Regions from separate parts of the Oryctolagus cuniculus genome. Here region 1 is linked to region 2. A link is a contact called in public Micro-C data. All regions are on one chromosome and are shown on one strand. Each heading gives the region's core, a stretch centred on a gene start, on an enhancer-like site or on the middle of the called end of the contact. The rest is flanking DNA. Distances are from core to core; before and after follow the strand shown. Region 1 holds the start of PEX2 (peroxisomal biogenesis factor 2). Region 2 holds the start of ZFHX4 (zinc finger homeobox 4).

Region 1 (2,761 bases), core at 113-2,612, 350 kb before region 2:
AGGTGCACATGACTTCCTTCACAACTGCTGCAGGAAAGCTATGCACACTCTTCCTCAGAGATTTGTCTTCTCCGGAACAGCAGTATGCCCTAGGATGATGAGAACTACATATATAATCATAAATTTTCCAAAGCTTTCTCACTTCAACATGTCATCAATAGCAAATGCATTATTTTACATTATTTTTTAATACCACATCTTAGGGATCAGGGGCATGCTTTACACTGAAGATCTCAATTCCGACTAGCTTTATATAGCTAGTGGCCAATAGTATTGAACAGCTGCAACTTTAGGACAATCTTTCCTCCTATCCTTAAGTGAACTTGAACTGTACACCCTATCAGTCTGTAGGTCATAATCTGATTTGAACTGTTGGTTCACAAGGTGGGAAGGCCTTCCACTAAACCAACAGTCTCCTCCTTCTGCCCATTTTTTTCTTCTAAGATCTCTATAATGTATAGAATGCAACCTTCCATGGAGAAATATTAAATCCTACACTTTTTAACCTAACAACAAATTTCAACAGTGGTAGAGTTCATTCGTAAATTTTCTTTTGCCCTGTATGTTTCCCACCCTGAGTTACAACCCTTCCAGGAGTAATTCCTAGACAACAAAAAAGCCTCTTTAAACTGGCGAGTGGGCTCTGGGATGCCTAACAGAAGAGCTGTTGTCAAGGGCTCCTTGAAGACCAGTGGCAGAGGGAGTGGAGCAAAGCACTAAAGCGTCCTTAAAACCTACTACGTGCAGGGCTCTAACAAGTGATTCCAACTCTTGGAACCAACCCACCAGACTTCAGACACACACACTTGCCATCCACACTGCGGAACAAGAAGCCAGTGGCGTGTCTCAACGCCAGCTCCACACAACTGCCTGGTGAGGGCTTTTTCCTGCGTCCAGGCCCAGAAACTCTGACTCGGCTCCCTAGGGTGTCACGACCTGGATGCCCGGGATTCGTAAGAGATACCCACCCCCACCCGGGGAAGGCGACTCGCTTCTGCGGCGGGAACGCTGCGCCCGAAGGCGTCCGGCAAGCTCCACAGGCTCTCGGGCGCCGCTTCTCAGGGCGGACTACCCGAGCTACCACACGCCTTCCGGAGCCCCCAGAGGCCGACAAGCTGCCCACCCGAAGGACACCGGCCCCAAGGGAGGGCAGTCTCCAGGGCCCGCACAACGCTCTCCCCCAGCCCGAGGGCTTCTGTGCCCACAATGCCACCGCCGAGCCCGTCCTCCTTCCTAAGCAACGGAGGAGCGGCGGAAGTGCGGAGTCGCCCCGCTGCCACCCGGCGGCGCCTGTTCGGCGGCCCGCCGCGGCGTCCGCTGGCGGGGAAAGCCCTGCTCTCGAGAGCCCTGGCTTCCCCTGCGGCCCCTTGACACAGCAGCCTCTTCACGCGCAGCACACGACCCCTGGCTGACCGGTTCGTGACTCTCCTGCCAATCAGAGACGGTTTTCCTCGAGCGTACAATAGACCAATCACTGAGCGCGCAGCTTCCTCTTCGGCTCTTCGGCTCTTCGGCCCTTCGGCTCTTCGGCTCTTCGGCTCCTGCAGTTGCAGGCCCGTCGGGCCTGGGCAGCGCGCAGAAGCGCGGTTCTCCTAACTGCAATTTCCCCATTTTTCTTTTAGCCACTTCCGGGTCCCGCATCACTCCGGAAGCCTCCGAGTTCCGGAAGCCTGGATAACCCAGATTCTGCTAGGAAAAGGCAAGTTTCCCAGAGAATGTTTCAGAACACTTGAGTTGCGGCGTGGGCGTTTCGCAGACTCCTAAGGTCAGTGTCTGCCCGCGAAAGCCATAGTGCGGACCTGAGGGCCTGCTCGCCTCTGGGAGGTTGCGCAGTTTCACGACCTTGTGCTTCTCGCTCCTTGCTTGATTTCCCAGGTTTTTTTTGGCTTTTCGTCTTCCGGGAAGACACAAGTCTATTAATTTTGGGAAAGACAATGAAGTGAATATAAACTACCAGAAATGTTTTTAGGATTGCTCCATTAAAAAAAAAAAAAAAAAACAAAAAAAAACAAAAAAAAAACGCACAACTAGAACTGAACCTCGTCTGCATTCCACGAAGTGACTTCGCGGTTCTTTCCCTTGCATTTGGTGATTGAAAGTAAATTACTTTTTAGGAACAACTTTAGAATCATTCAGATCCAAGCCTTCCTTAAAATCTGAAGTTTCATGTAAAATGCTATATTGGGTACCAGAAAAGAAATGAGCATGCATAAGTTTCCAACGTTTTGGGAGACCATTCACTTAAAAGCAGTTTAGGTGTCTTGTTCCTTTATTAGGGGAAGAAGTATTGAGAATTTGCTTGTAAAATACTTGTGTTGAATTGGGTGTATTTTGCACTGATTTATCAACCTGCGAATAAAAGAATCATTAGTATTTCTTTCTTCTAGGTCCTTAAAAGTTAAGCTTTATGTATTTATTTGGTTTTTACTTAGGTTCAATGTACAAACAACGCTTAGTGAAAGGGATTTTCATACAGTGAGACCCAGTTCTCACTGAACGTTTAAGTTGAAAATGTTTTGATATTCTGCTCTGCCATTACAAAAACATTTTTTGACAGTTTCAAGCAATTACAAGGAGACTGAGGCTTCTCTAACACCATAGTGTTTATATAGTCTAAAACCCTCCACAGATGTGTTGCTTTTAGTTAAACTTGAACAGAATGAACTTGAGGAACTGCTATGTTTTTAACCCCTTTATTCTCACCATATTATCAGTTACTTGTATCCAGAAAGATGAGAGTTACAAAATCTTGAACCAGAAA
Region 2 (2,700 bases), core at 51-2,550:
TCCCCAGCCCCGAGGCCGGGCGATCCCGCCTCCTAACGGACCTGCCTTCCGTCCGCCGGCGCCCGCGCCCGCGCCGGAGCCGCCGCCGCCGCCCCTGCCCGCCCCGGCAGCCGGGCGTCTACCTGCAGCCGCGGCTCCGGCCTGGGGAACCCTCTGCCCTGTACGCACGAGCCCCCGGCCTCCGCCAGCCCTGCGCTGGAGGCGCCCTTCGGGAACTTGAGAAGGGGAAAGTCGGGGTGGGGGCGGTAAGCGGAGGAAGGAAGACGAGGCAGGAGAAGGTGGGGAGGGGGAGGCAGAAAGACAGGCGCGCCAAGCCCCACAGACCCACGTCCAAACTTTCGGAGGCTGATGCCGAGGCAGAGTCATCCCGACCCGGGTGCGGGGGGCGCGGGGCGAGCGGGGACCCCCACCCGGCCGTTGGCCGCACTGCCGCGGAGCTGACAGCTTTCCCCGGCTGCGAGACTGGTCCCCCCGGGCTCGCGGAGGAGACAGACCCCCGAAAAGACAGGAAAAAGGAGAGAAAAACTGCCCGGCCAAACGTGGATGATCCGCCACTTGATCCAAAAGTTAAATCCCGAAAAAAACGCAGCCCCCGAAGAAAGTGGAAAATCAGGTCCCTCGGTGCCCCCTCCTTCCCTCGGCGGAGCAAATCCTTGAGCCAAAAAAAAGAGGGGGAAAGAGATAGGAAAGGGGGGCAGAGCGGAAGAGATGGTCGGGATGAGGGGATGTGCGCGAGCCAGCGCGAGCGAGCGAGGGGCAGAGAGGGAGAGGCGGAGAGGGAGAGGGCGAGAGGGAGCGAAATATCAAAGATTGTGCAAGATCAGGCTGGAAAGATAATCGATACTCGACCTAAATTTAACACAAACTACTCAATAAAAGTTAAAGAAAAAACTTACTTTCCATTTCCCCTGCAGTTCCTACTCGATCTTCGCCTCTTTTTTTGTTTTTGCTTTTATTTTACTTACAGCTGATCACATCCAAGTCAAACGAGAGGGTTCATTAAAAATAAAAAAAATAAAAAAATAATCCTCGAACTTTATTGGGTGAAAATAAAAACGCTGGAGCAGAAAGTGGGGGGCATGGAGCGGTCCTCGGGGGTCCGGGAGGAGTTAAAGCATGTGCCGACCGCGGTCTCGCTGTTTGGTTGTGAAGGGGTTGGGAAAAGGAGGAAAGGAAATGAAAATCCGATATGTCTTTATTCTGCTAATTATTATCGTTTTAGCCCTGTTTAAAAAAATGGCTGATTAAGTTGAGTGCGCATGTCTTTGTGTGTCTATTCCCGATATGCACTCTGGGAATGAGAGAGGAGAGCGAGGGAGAGGGAGAGGGAGAGGGGGGAGAGAGAGAGAGGTGTAATTAGTGAGGTGATCAACATTCCCCAGACTGCAAATGACGCGCAGCCGGGACTCAGAGCAGCCCGGGAGTCTCGCAGCTTCCGAGGCTCGCAGCGCTGCGGCTGGAGCCCGGGACGCGGCGACGGCAGAGAGGACCGGCGATGGGGACCTCCGGGGCTTGCACCCCACGCACCCCTGCGCGCGGCTCCCAAACTTCATTAGACAGACAGACAGACAGACAGACACACACACACACACACACACACGCACACACACCCCAGAGAGGGAAGCAAAATAAAACATAACTGCCGCCAATGCACTGCCCTTTAACCATTTGAGATGTTTATTTTCCACTTTAATGAAGCAAAGTAATTATTGTCCGAGCAGAGATTGGTTTACTGGGAAGCTTTCAAGAGAAATGGGAGTTAAGGTAACCAAGAGCTTTTCTCCGCTTGGTTTATTGCCAGGGACACAGGAACGCACTTCGATGCCGAAATACGGGGGGGGGGGGGGGGGGGCTGAGTAAATATGCAGATGTATGTAAATAAAGGGTGCCTGACTGTGTGCAAACAGAGCTCAACCCTGACTATAGCAAGGGAGGAATGCGCTCTGCATCCTCAGGCATTCTTCTTAAACTCCTATCTTTCGATTGCCTAGGCAGCCCAGGAAATCCAGGGCAAGGGAGATGGAGGTGGTTAGTTTAGGCAAAGTAAACTTCCCAATGAGAGTAAGTGGTGGTTGCAAGGGTGATAGTGGGGGTCCACGTCTAGCCTTTATGTAATGTTCTTGAATATTTTATCAGAATTGCGTAAGTTCAATGTAATAGCTTTAAGAAGACTTAGGGAAAAAAAACCTTTCATCTTTCCAGTCTGTTGAGTTATCTTTCTTGAAGCGCATTATGATGAATTTTAAAACCCCACTACAGATCTCATTAGAATGAAATATACTTGGTATTTTCTGGTGCAAAATTTAAGGTGGCTGATTTCTCATTTGAAAATCTAATTATCTCTTTCCAATATTACAGATGTGAATATGAGTGACACTTTCATTAAAAGATAATTAACTAAAACTAGGAATAGACATACTTTTAAATACCCCCTACTGAAAATGGAATCTATACATACAGAAGTATATATTCAGATAGCATCTTGACACACTGCCACAGCAGAGGTCACAAGGAGACACCATCTATGTAATATTTCAAAAATAGGAATTCTAGGGAGAAAGTGAGAGCAACAAATCAAACGATTTAAAACCAGGAAATACTTGCAATGTCCAGCTTCCTGGACAGGTGAAGTATAGGCTGCTTTTGAGTTGACAGGCCTTTGAAGTTCTGGATCACCAGGATCTGCTTCAAAACCTTGTC

Evidence for each region. A called contact is a pair of places that touch in the nucleus more often than the background predicts.
Region 1: a contact with region 2 is called in a Micro-C map of ear pinna, with 4 times the contacts expected there. The contact joins the promoter of PEX2 here to the promoter of ZFHX4 in region 2. A contact is called at or near these places in 3 of 6 Hi-C or Micro-C datasets (ear pinna, psoas muscle and skin fibroblasts).

The regions. Positions count from the first base shown.
Region 1 is chr6:102,642,385-102,645,145 of mOryCun1.1, reverse strand. It overlaps PEX2 (peroxisomal biogenesis factor 2), which reads left to right and starts at 1,362. Exons shown (of 4, transcript XM_070075247.1): 1 at 1,362-1,699.
Region 2 is chr6:102,288,641-102,291,340 of mOryCun1.1, reverse strand. It overlaps ZFHX4 (zinc finger homeobox 4), which reads right to left and starts at 1,300. Exons shown (of 11, transcript XM_070075243.1): 1 at 897-1,300. All of the region lies in intron 3 of PEX2 (peroxisomal biogenesis factor 2), which reads left to right.